2 separate regions of the Mus musculus genome follow, and region 1 is linked to region 2. Evidence: chromatin contacts called from public HiChIP or PLAC-seq data. All regions are on one chromosome and are shown on one strand. The core of a region is the stretch at or near the end of the contact, and the rest is flanking DNA. Distances in the headings are between cores, read along the strand shown. Region 1 overlaps Gramd4 (GRAM domain containing 4). Region 2 holds the start of Cdpf1 (cysteine rich, DPF motif domain containing 1).

The links. HiChIP or PLAC-seq counts read pairs in DNA pulled down with a chosen protein or histone mark.
Region 1: an HNF4G HiChIP or PLAC-seq map of pancreatic cancer cells shows a contact between it and region 2. The contact joins the enhancer-like site here to the promoter of Cdpf1 in region 2. A contact is called at or near these places in 5 of 39 promoter capture datasets (the C10 cell line, cranial neural crest, hematopoietic stem and progenitor cells and 2 more), 1 of 484 Hi-C or Micro-C datasets (nephron progenitors), 2 of 115 datasets of contacts at active chromatin or transcription factors (double positive thymocytes and pancreatic cancer cells) and 3 of 9 other capture datasets (adipose tissue, liver and pancreatic islet).

What each region holds. Positions count from the first base shown.
Region 1 is chr15:86,080,542-86,086,696 of GRCm38.p6, reverse strand. All of the region lies in intron 1 of Gramd4 (GRAM domain containing 4), which reads right to left. Gm15722 (a long non-coding RNA gene) reads left to right here. Exons shown (of 2, transcript XR_875535.3): 2 at 1-1,332. Among named protein-coding and RNA genes, the nearest start is that of Gm15722, 7.7 kb to the left of the region's middle. Within about 2 kb of position 2,941, at least 58 of the 459 cell types and tissues checked have an H3K27ac peak or open chromatin away from gene starts, as enhancers often do. A contact at or near this core is called in hematopoietic stem and progenitor cells and pancreatic cancer cells, where this site is marked.
Region 2 is chr15:85,809,790-85,816,228 of GRCm38.p6, reverse strand. Cdpf1 (cysteine rich, DPF motif domain containing 1) reads left to right here and starts at 4,532. Exons shown (of 5, transcript NM_197998.2): 1 at 4,532-4,590; 2 at 5,181-5,327. It overlaps Pkdrej (polycystin (PKD) family receptor for egg jelly), which reads left to right. Exons shown (of 1, transcript NM_011105.2): 1 at 1-1,553. The coding sequence ends at 876.

The DNA of each region.
Region 1 (6,155 bases), core at 1,692-4,191, 270 kb before region 2:
CAACTGGTCAGGGGCACGTTTCAAGGACACAGTGACTGTCAGGCTCAGAGCTGGTGTGGCACCAAAGGCTCCGAGTGGGTGGTGCCGGCTACCCAGGTTTTGAGGATCCGGGATCTGCAGGCCCTAGCAGGGCAGGACAGTGGGTGCTCTCTGCTCTCCAGGCTCCCCCAGCTCAGGTGGCCTGCTGCCAGTCTCCCAGCCCCTTTCTGCAAATGTGCCCTGGAGTGCCACCGCACACAGCGCTGGAAAGCCAGCTGAATGGCTCCCAGACACACAAAGGAGTCAGTGTGTGAGAAACCCCGGACTTGGGAACCACAAAGGGCTTTATTTCCCTTTCTAAGCTCAAGACTTAAAAAAATAAAAAAAATCAAAGCGGCTGCCAGCCTTAGCCCTGGGCCCAGGGATAGCACTGGCTCACCTTCCCTCAGCCGAAAACTCCCCTTTGAATTCAAAGTTGGACTTAGGAGACACACCAGCCTGTAACCCACGACCCACAAGCTGAAACACAGCTTCGGTCTTCAGCCCTCCTCATCGGGTAGCTCTCCCACAGATCCCCAGATAAGCCACATCCTCTTTCCCACTGGACGTTAACCCCTGCTCCTGCCTCACAATCCCACGGGTCCCCAGCTGCCAAGCAAAACTGAGCTGCCTGGCCCTTGGCCAAAGCCGTCTTCTTGGGAAGGTGGCCCCTAAGCCTCAAGGACATGAAGGGGGTTAGCCTTCCCATGGTCAGGCGGCCACATCAGAAGATGTTGTGAAACTCTATCCCCTGGGTGGAGCCTTCATTATCATCTTCAGCAGAGTGGCTGGGAGGACTTGCAAGAGACCCTTCGCTCACCTTCCCTCTCAGAAGAAGGTGGAGAGGGTCACTTGAGTGACCCTCTCTGCACACATCTCTAGCTGTAAGTGATTCTGCCCAAGCAGCACGTGATCCTGTAGTCTGTGGCCGCGTATACAAAGTAAGGATGCTTAACTGAGAGGAAAACTCCTTTTATGCAGCCATGGAGAAACAGCCATCCATCTATGCTGGGTTCAATTCCTAACACCCACACTGTAACTGCAGTCCTGGGAGGATCGAACGCCCTCTTCTGGCTTCTAGAGGCACTGCAGGGACAGGGTGAATGGATATCTATACAGGTAAAAACACTCATACACAGAAAATTAAAGCAATGATAAGACCAAGCACAAAATGCCTCTGCTTGTATTCAAGCTTCTGGCTCACGGGTACTTTTTGGTGACATGTTCCCTTGGAGGTCACCCACATACCCTTGCAGGCAGCGCCCCTCCCCCACACTCTCCAAGTAAGACCAATAAACGCATCGGTTCACCAGATTGGACTTTGGTGGAATTGTTATTCTGATGTGTTGTTGGTGGCCTATCTGGTGTGAGCAGCTATTCGTCTATGTCTCTTCAAGAAAAGCCGTGCAGCAGCTGGAAGGGAGGGGTTGGAGCGTCAGTGGATTCCGAGGCTTTGCATGATGAATGGGGTAAAGAGCAGGAGACGCAGGTTCTAATCCATATCCCAACCCTACCTCCAGCTTGCTGACTGCCCCTGCAGTGGCAGACACAAGCACCCTAACACACACACACACACACACACACACACACACACACACACACACATACAAAGCTACCAACCAACCCATCTCCCTAGACCAATAAGCATCCCCAGGGCCTAAGGTATTACCAAAAATCCTGTCTGTACGCTCCCCTCTGGCCACTGTCTCTGCAGTACCAGGTCTGGGATGTTGGCTCAGACCTGAGAGTGTCCAGGTCTGCCAAAGCTCTAGGGGCACCTGGGAGCCACCTCCTGCACCCTAGGTCCACACCATGGTCCTGTAACCTGGGCAACTGGGGGCCCTGAATGTTAAGCTGGCTGTGTTGTAGGAGATGCGTCACTGTGGGCAGGGGTTGAGATTTCAAAAGCCCGTAACATGTAGAGGTGGTGGTGCATGCCTTTTATCCCAGCACTTGGGATCTCTGTGAGTTCGAAGCCAGCCTGGTTTACATACTGAGTTCCAGGACAGACAGAGCTACATAGTGAGACCCTGTCTCAAAAAAAACAAAACACCTAAAACAAAACAACACACACACACACAAGCACACTATTCACAGTTAGCTCTCACTACCTAGGATCAAGACGTACGCTCTCAGCTCCTGCTTCAAGGCCATCCTGCCTGCCAGCTGCCATGTTCCCCCACCATGATGCTCATGAACCAACCCTCTAAAACCAGGAGCTCCAAATACAATGTTTTCTTTCATGAGTTCCTTTGATCATGGCGTTTGTCACAGAAAATAAAAAGTGGCTAAGACAGAATTATGCTTATGCTGCTTCTTGAGGATCAGGGATGAATCTTACCATCCTGTGCCTCCAGTACCAATGTAGGGACAGGGCCACGTCTGCAAATCCCCTAGCAGTGGGCAAACAGAAGCTAGGTTTGATCACCTTCTACTGGATTGGCCCCAGCCATGTGGTGAGGTGGCAGGGACAGCCTGAAGCCCGCAACCTTGGCTGTGTGATTTCAGTCACACGACTTCCCCATGCCCTCGGTTCTTCTGCTAGAAGATATAGTGAGTCCCTAACTTACATGGCTGTAGAGGGTGACCTGACCCAGCACCAGAAGGACCCCAGCACCAGTAGGGACAGTAAGTAGCAAAGACAAAGATCTACTTTCCAGGAGGAGACACAAGTATCTTTAGCTCCCCCCGTAAATCTCCGTCACAAAGCCACTGGGCACTACGGTGGCCCTCCCATCTAGCAGGGGATGGAAGAGAGAAGAGGTGGTTCTGAGACTATACTAAGTGTCTCCAGGAGCTTCCGAGCAGCCTTGGTAGGGGGGAGGGGAGGAGACACAGACCAGGCATCAGGACAGAGGGATTCTGACACTCAAAGTATAACTGTGTTTGAGGGCAGGGAGCAGGGGGCCATTTTAAGGAAGCAAAGCTTCTCCAGCCAGCCACAAGCCACCAAGGTCTTTGTCCCCTCCTGCAGGAAACCCTCTGCACTCTGTCACCGGGTCCCTCAGTAGCTCTTCAGGTTTAAGGCTGAAGTGAGTTCCTAGAGCCAACCAGTCCTGGCTGCCTCGAATATATTCAATCCCTGCCCACATGAAGGCCATCTCCAGGTGACCTGGCCTCTGTCCAGGCTCACTCCACAGAACCCCAGACAGATGCACCATGACTACAGCACACTTAGAGATCCCAGCACCTCCCCCAGGCCCCTACAGTTCCTGAAACAGAGAGAACCTCCTTCCTCGGACCTGCGGTGACCACAACCCTCACTGGCAATGTCAGCAAAGCAGTCACGGTTGGAATGTTGTTGACAAGCAGAGTCACTCCAGGACTTCTATCCTCAAGCCAGCAGGCCACCACCTCATTTGTTGGCCCCTTTCTTAATCGATGAGAAATGGAACAAGCTCTGCAACCACCCATCCCCATCCTACCCGCAACACATACCAGGTCTCCCTTAGTTCCGGTCACCACTGAGGGTTGCTACTGCTGATCTGACTGATAGTTGGGGGAAAATGAGGCCTGGGAAGGCAGGCAGGGTAAGAGGTAAGACAGCAGCAATACACATTGATTCCAACATACTCCAGAGCTCCGAGCCCAGCCGTCCTTCACAGTGTAATTTAGCCCGCAGGACCCTCTGCCTTTGAGACTGAGTGGGGAATCTAACAGAGTAGCCACACACAGCTTCATTTAAGAAAACGAAGCTTGCAGGGAAAACCCTGTATTCCAGCAGGTAACTGAGCAAAACCCTCTATTACATAAGTGACTGCTCAGCAACGAGAAACCCACGCAAGAACTCCTCACTGGCAAAGCACCCTTTCCCCAGCTCCAGCCATCCTCAGAGCAGCCAGGACGCATGGAACCCATGGGACATTGGCAAGGAGAAGCCCTCTGCAGTTCCCGGATACAACCTGTCTCCCTGCCATGGCCCCGGCCCACATTCCAGAAAGCACAATGTGGCACCATCCTTGATCTGAAAGCATGCAGCCTGCTGCGGGGACAGGGCTCCGCAGATGGTGCTACGGGAAGCCCGTTGGCCACGTGGGATGGGGGCCATCTAGTCCCTGTCCAACTGCCTGACACAATGCCAACAGGCATGGTTGTGTGCCAACAAGCATTTACAAAACCCAGCGGAAACAGGTAGCTATACATACCTTCCATCCTAGATCAATGCATCTGTGAAGAGAAAGAACTCCCACAAGAGTCCTGGGAGTTACTGACCCATTAAATGGTTGGACAGGCCGGCAAGAACCTCAGCCCCATGACCAGCACTAGGGCTCAGCTTTCGGAGGCCCAGGGAACACATTACACCCGTTAAGAAAGGAGCAGGGCCAGGTGTGAACCACACAAACACAGGCCACACGGAGACAGAGGAATCCAGTAAGAACTCACACGCTGCCGCTCACCCTCGTATCCCACCTGAGAGGCAAGAGAACCTACAAGACCATCATCAGCTATAGGCATAGGGAGGAAAGCCAGCTGTGGAACAGTCACAGTGCCCGGCAGTGGCCAGGGCTGTCCCTTGTCCTCCCAGCCAAGCACACAGTACAGAAGATGTCATAAGGTCCACATCAGCCCCAAACAGGACAGTCACTTAAGAGTTCAATCAGAGGCAAGTCTACCTAGGATCGACCAGTGCCTTCTCACAGATCAGCTGACTCTTCTACTCATGGCGGCAAGCATGTCTGTCGGGCACCTTATAACCAAGGAGGCCCATAAGGACACCGGATCAAGTGCTACCGCGCAGAGACTCCAGGTCTCATTCCCAGACCCCTGCATAGGCTCTTCCATGTCCCCAGGGCACCACTAACAGGGAAACTGGACCCAGTGGCTTCACAGCATGGAACTCCCCGGGTATGTGATGAATCTGAAGCACTCCCTCCTACAGGGTGGAGGGAGGTCCCTGAAGCTACTCAAACTTACTCACAGAGGTCAAAAGTCAAAAGGCTTCACACGCGAGGCCCAGAAAAGCAACCCTTTCGGAGGAGTGGAGACTTTTCCAGCTGGCCGAGCTGTCTGTGCCGCGCAGGGAGCTCCCAGCGCGGTAGCTTTTGTTCTGAGTCATCACCATGGCTGAGGTGGGCTTTTCAGTGATGTAGATGGCTTTGAGCCTTCTGTAAGGACCCCCCCCCCCCAGTAGATTCACTGGTTCGCTACGCTACGCTAGACCTGTGTGCAATCATTTCTCTGGTTTACTATCCGGGCACTATCGGGGATGGATAGACGTTTGTCCGTGTCTCTTCATATACAACCAAACACAAAAGCTAGCACTGGGTGAGGGTGAGGGACAAGCCAGGTGGGAGTCCCTAATTAACCCTGACTCTGGCTTTAAACAGCTTCCCAGCTGAAGAGCCCATGAGCTACCAAACCAGGTTCCTTCCTTCCAGTCACTTCCAGTTTTCTTAGCTTGGCTCAGCTGATATCAGAGGCCATGCCTGAGACTCTCACGCTGATCGGGCAAGCCCTGAATATGTTCCGACCGGCATTGCCAGCACAGCACTGCTATCAAATATTTTATATCTAAACCAGTACTCACCAGGGAGATGGTTCCTGCCAGCCTGGCAGCCCTCAACCCCTGGGCACCCCTCACTTGTAGCCACTGCTTTAAAACTCAGTCTCAGCCAGGTGGGCGGTGGCTCACGCCTTTAATCCTAGCGCTCAGGAGGCAGAGGGATGTGAATCTCTGAGTTCGAGGCCAGCCTCTGCTACAGAGTGAGTTGCGGGACAGTCGGGGTTTACACAAAGAAACCCTGTCTCAAAACAATAATAACAAAAACTAAACTAAACCAAACCAAAAAACTCTCAAGTCCCATGGACAGGAGAAAAATTTTAAAGCAAGTTGCAAAGCCCTCTGGGTACAACTGAAGCCTACAACACAGGTAATCTGAAAGCCGCATGCTGCAATCAGAGCTGTCTTAAGGCACAGTCTTCAGGGTAGCCCACAGGCAAAGTGGTAGGAAGACAAGTGTTCCTGGGAGTGCTACAGTCTGAGAGGACTTCAAGGGAGGCTCCAGCCAGTCAGTAAAGATAAAGTGTGTGAGTGTGCCACTGCTTGGGGACATTAAAGATCCTACTAGGTGTTCTGGGTGCACCTACTATGTGCCAGGCATGCTGCTTTTTTTTTTTTTTTTTTTTTAATCATCCTT
Region 2 (6,439 bases), core at 3,283-5,782:
TCAGAAATCTACCTCTACGCCGCCATTCTTATTTTCTTTTGTGCCTATGTTGTGGACGAGGGCTACATCATCAGGCAAGAGAGGGCTTCCTACATAAGGAGTGTGTACAACCTGCTCAACTTCTCTCTCAAGTGCATGTTCGCTCTCCTGATAGTGCTTTTCTTCTGGAAGTACTTCCTGGCCACCAAAATGGTCCAGCTTTACCTTGCTGACCCCGAAGCCTTCATTCCCTTCCATGCCGTTTCTCGGGTTGACCACTTCATGAGAATCATCTTGGCTTTCCTGTTGTTTCTGACCATACTGAAGACACTCAGATATTCCAGGTTCTTCTATAATGTGCGCCTGGCTCAGAAGGCCATCCAGGCTGCCCTTCCTGGCATCTGCCACACGGCTTTGGTGGTGTCTATATATTCCTTCATGTACGTAGCTTTTGGGTACTTGGTGTTCGGTCAGCATGAATGGAATTACAGCAATATGATTCACGCCACCCAAACCATCTTCTCCTACTGCGTGTCAGCCTTTCAGAACACAGAATTTTCCGGCAACAAGGTTCTCGGGGTCCTGTTTCTGTCGTCTTTCATGTTGGTGATGATCTGTATCTTCATCAACTTGTTTCAGGCAGTGATTCTGTCTGCCTATGATGAGATGAAGCAGCCTGTGTACGAGGAGCCGTCTGATGAGGCCGAGGCTGTAACCTATCTGTGCAACAGGCTAAAATCTGGGTTTGACTTTCTCACCACCCGATCTAGAGACAAAGACCAATCCAACTTCTTCGTCGACATGCTCTATGGGCAGCCGGAGAAGAATACTCGCCGGTTCCTGGGACTGAAGGCCAGAAATATCAACGGGAAGAAAATGATTTACCTTGTTGTCTGATTAATGACGGTCAGGAGGGCCACAAGCAAAGAGTGTCCCAAACATGACTTATGTTTCTCAAGGGGACTAAAGAGTGCCTGATGGCTCAGTCAAGCTCACCTCCACATCTGAAGTATCCCCACGCTGGGCCCTGCTCTTGGGAACAAGAACATGAACAGAGAGGCAAATCAGGGGAGAGAAGTGGATGGCAAGGTGGGACTCTCTCTGGATGGGATTCTGCGACTCCTGGTCCAGAGGCAGAGCTCCTTTTGTGGGAGCTTGCAGCAGTGGGGAAGAGTGGCAGCCGCTCACTTTGAGACCCAGCTTCAAGGGAAAGAGCTGGCCAGGTCCCATCATGGATTAAGCCACAGCCCAGCAGCCTCTAAACAGAAACAGACTGGTCAGCCTCCCTGGAAGTCTCCTCTGCAGACCATGCCTGGGAAGCGTCTCTTCAAGTCCTCCTGCAGGCCAGGGCTAGAGGGGATCCTGTGGGGGAGTTCCAGAGCTTGCTTTAAGAGTTTGAGAATGCAGAGACGAGAGAGCAGGGGACAAGGACCTGAAGCGTCCTGTCCCACTTTAACTCCCTCAGGGCGTAGAAGAACAAGGGCTGACAGTTGTTACCTTGTTACTCAGAAGCACGTGCCTTGATGTTGACGCCACTTTTAAGTTTTATATGAATTAAATTTGAGATTTCTTCTATGGCCTGTGCAGTGATTTCTGTGTCAGGGATCAAAGACATATTTGTGGCTGCCTTCAACATGGAAGGTTATCAGCCTCCTCCAATAACCTTTTTTTTTTTTTAAAAAAAAAAACAAACAAGAGATTTATTTTTATTTGTTTGTTTTGAGACAGGATTTCTCTTTGTGTATTCCTGGATGTCGTGGGACCAGACTTGCTCTGTAGACCAGGCTGGCCTCTAACTCATAGAGATCTGCCTATCTCTGCCTACTGAATGCTGAGAACCAAAGACATGTACCACCACCACCTGGCTCTTGGATAGGCTTTTAAGACTCACCTGAATAACATTATATACTTTTCTTTCTTTCTTTCTTTCTTTCTTTCTTTCTTTCTTTCTTTCTTTCTTTCTTTCTTTCTTTCTTTCCTTCCTTCCTTCCTTCCTTCCTTCCTTTCTCTCTCTCTCTCTCTCTCTCTCTCTCTCTCTCTTTCTTCCTTTCTTTCTTTCTTTTTTTTGAAACAGGACCTCACTATGTAGCTCTGGTTGGTTTGGAGCTCGCTATGTAGACCAGGGTAGTCTTGAACTCACGGAGACTTGTCTGCCTCTGCTTCCCCCGATGGCTGGGATTAAAGGCTTGCATCACCATACTCAGCTTTATTTTAAACTTTGTTCTTGGACAACTGCATACAAGTATAAAATATATCTGGAATCTACCCACTCCTCCTGCATTTCCCCAACACTTCCTCTTCCCACGTTCATGCTGGCAACACCCTCTCCTTCTTCGTCCAGAGTCTGTCCTAGAAGTATATGGGTTTAGGACCCATGACCAACTTACCAGTGGCCATACCCCCAAAGAAATGATTCCTCCTTCCCGAATAGCCATCAATCCCCAATAACTCCTCCAATGGTCCCTCCCCATCCATGCTGTAATGTTACCCGGCTTGGTCTTATGTACGTTTGTATAAGTAACCACAGCTGCAGTGAACTCATGAGGCCAACGGCCATGACACTCCCAGAACACGGCACTGTATAAACGCCCCACCCGTTCTGCTGAGAGGTTCCTTGAGCCCCACTGGGGGTGGGGATGATAAGGATGTCCCACTGAGAGCTGAGCACTCAGTAGTCCAGCTGTTTTGTGTTGTGCTGAACTCTGCTAATGGCTTCGTTATAGAATCCCTCTTGCTGCTCAAATCGCAAGCTCATCTGGCACTTGCTTGGATCAGACAGTAGTGGGCACACGGAGATTCTGCCCCTCTTCTGTAAGAGGGTTTTATTCCCTATTTGATACAGTGCTTGCCACTGTCTGGGAGATTTGGAGATAGATGCATCTGGAAGAACTCTAAGACAACATCTTAAGGAGTAAGGAGTGGATCTTGAGTGGGTGGAAAAACATTCCCAGAAGCTGTAAGACTGTTGAAAGGAAATTCCCCCCAGGGGGGCTGGAGAGATGGCTCAGACATTAAAGAGCACCAGGGTTCCTGAGCTGAATTCCCAGCAACTACATGGTGGCTCACAATCATCTATAATGGGATCTGATGCCCTCTTCTGATGTGTGTGAAGCAAGTGACAGTGTACTCATATAACAAACAAACAAATCTAAAAGAAAGGAAGAGAGAAAGGAAGGAAGAAAGAGAGAAAGAGAGAGAGAAAGAAAGAAAGAAAGAAAGAAAGAAAGAAAGAAGAAAAGAAAAGAAAGCCCACACCGTTAAAGGCAGGCTATGTCCCTATGAGTTGCTAGCTAAGAAAACCCTTTAAGTCCCAGAAACTAGAAAGGCAATTTCCACTATTGTTGTCTGCATGCCAAAATTAAATGAAAATACTTATATATTGCAGGATATGGAGAAGTCAGGCTAAAACTGCTGAGGGAGTCCAGGCTGCTGAGGGAGAATTATTGCCAAGGATCCTACTTAGTTATGGATTCTATTATGTCACTGTGCCAGGCAAAGTATGTCTCCTGGTGCAATAGTGGTAAGCCAGTACTGATGTTGACAACACTTTCTGGTTGGATTTGAGGCTTCACAGGAGGGAACCTATGTTTGGCCTTATAAACCTGTGCAAAAACTTGTGGCTGGTGGTCATAGGCTCCAGTGGGGACAGTACTGTAATTGTTTTGTTAAATGAACAGACATTCCTTCTAAATACTTGTATTTCTTACCCATAGATTACTGCTGCTATCTGCCTCAGGTGTGGAGGAAATTTCATCTTGACAAACTGTGGTAGTTACTGAGGAGACTCAAAACCAGTTAAATAACTGTGAACCAATGCCTACCCCCATGGCATAGTGGTCCAATGCCCAGCCAGAATGTAAGAAAAGAATTAGATTTCTATGTAACTCCTTCCAAGGTTCAGGGAACATTAGCCAGGAGGGGTAAATAAGAGTCACAAGAAGAAGTTAAGTGTTATATAGGCTTTTCTTGTAGATGGAAACATTCCCTCCTGGAGGCAGATCAGGACGTACAAGAATCAGAAAGCTCACTAAACTTAACTAAGTTAAGAATATCCATAAAGCCCCTTTCCCAAAACCGTGAGCAACTGCTGCAGGAGATAGGTGGAACTACTTCCAAATCGTGCAAAGTCCCAGAGACAGCTCGTAGGCCATCACTCCCACTGGGTAGACTTTTCAACGTTGCAGTTGCCTGAGTCCCTTCTCCCAGAAAATAACCCCAGTACATTCATTGGTGCACCAGGCAAGATTTAGGTAGAATATGTTTTTTTTTTCTGAAGCCCAGAGAGCTCTCCAGCCGCGACCCACAATCACTATAAGCTAGCAGCGGAAACGGAAGCGACAGTAAAGCTCTACCCCGGCAAGGACGCTCTTTTGGCTTTTCTTGCTTAAGGAGGCTGGGACAGAGTGGAGTTGCTTAGGCGCCATGAGGCAAACCGGGGGAAACCGGTAGTGTGGCGGAGCTTCAGCGGGTGATGAGATTGGGCTGCACAAATGCCATGGATCGAGGGCGGAGCCTCAGAGGAGCTAGGGCGGAGCCGCGCAGGCGCAGTGAGGCGGAACTAGTACTGTGGGCGGGCCACGCAGGCGCTCTGGGGGTCCCGGAGGGGAGGTGGTGAGTTTGCGGGGCAGTGTGCTGCAGGAACGCGCGTGGCTAGCTGGAAATGTCCCCTCTGTGTTCCGGCTCGCTGGATCTGTCCTCGGTGCCTCTGGAAGCCGAGGGGTGGGGGTGGGGGAGGCGTTAGACACCCAGCACGGGGAGGGCTGTGCGCGGGTGGCTCGGACCGTGGTGTATATGGTCGCCAGGCGGAGCCCTGTTGACCTGGGGAGACTCAGAGCGGGAGGAGGAGGCTCTGGCGGAGTCCCACTATCCTGGGACTGTCTCCTGACTGTCACCTGCTGCAAGGGCAGCGCGCCCAGCAGCCTCGGCGAGGGCCTGTGACGTGCGAATTAAGATACCACTAGCTAGGTTCGCGCACACCCAAAATAGAATTTCCGTTTTAGACGTCAGTCGGGACATCTGTCAGTTTCCAAGGCGCACATATGCTCCTTTCTGGCTCCAAAGCTCGGTTCTGTAGGACGCAAAGGGTTAGAGGCGGGCGCGCAGCTGGGGCTGGAGCTGGGGATGGGAACTTTGAAAGGCTAGTAGGAATTCCGATACAGCTCGATACAAATCCAAGAATCGCGTTTTCTCGAACTCATCAGACAGCTGCTGTTGCCATCAGACCACTGACCCAGCAATTTACGGAGAGGCGGGGCCTCCAAGGCCTTGAATATAGAAGTGCCATCAAACAGTTAAGAATGCAGCCTTATCAAGTGGACTAGGATACACCTCCCCACCCCAACCTCCTGGTGAGCCAATAGAAACACCCACCGTGGGCTTTTTTCCAGCATGCCCTGGGTGCTGATGGGTAAGACGAAGGACAGAACTGAAGTCTTTATAACTTTCCTGTAAACTGACCTGGGAAAGGCTGTGATTGCTGTATAAATTCATCTGCCTGGATCTTTCAAGGGGACCAAAGTTTCAGACTAACTTTGGTAGGGCAGGAAAGTATGCTCTATGGCAAGAGCAGATTCTTGCGTCCAGTGAAGGGAGGCGGCAGGAGGCACGTGAATCTGTCCTTAAATAGTATCAGAGAGGCCAGTACACCTAAGCACAAGTAAATGCGTAGCCAGTGTAGCAGAAGAACAGGAAAGGCAAACCCACTTCACTTACTGGGTTGATTCAGCACCAAGCAGCACAAGCCAAGCATACGTGTCCACAATGCTGCCTTTACCTTTACCACCTTACCAACAAACCCCAGTTTATAACTCAGATTGAGACCACAAGGAAGAGCAAAGAAACAGCTTTGCTGCCAAGGACCAAAATAGGCACAGAGCCACACACAGTGGAGATGTTAGATAGACCTATCAGATGGGGGGCGTTTAAAGCAAGCACAGTTAAGATGTTGAATGTGCTAGTGGAGAAGATGTATATACCATGCATATATGGATGGTGATTTCAGCAGATAAATAGTAGTGGGAAAAACAGGAAGAATGCCTTCAAGGGGCCTGCCAGCTGATGTGACTGAAGCCACTGAACTTGAAGGTAGTCTATAGAAATTATCCAAAATGGGGCTGGTGAGATGGTCTGACAGGTAGAGGTGACTGCTGCCAAGCCTGACCTGAATTTGATCTCAGATCCCACACGGTGAAAGGTGAGAACTGACTCCACGTTGGTAGTGTGGCACATTGCATACCTATGCAAAATCAGTCAATAAAAATATAATTAAAGGGCTGGAGAGACGGCTCAGCAGGTAAGAGCACTGACTGCTCTTCTGAAGGTCCTGAGTTCAAATCCCAGCAACCACATGGTGGTTCACAGCCATCCATAATGAGATCTGATGCCCTCTTCTGGTGTGTCTGAAGACAGCTATAATGTACTTATTTATAATAATAAATATTATTAATACAATAATATATTT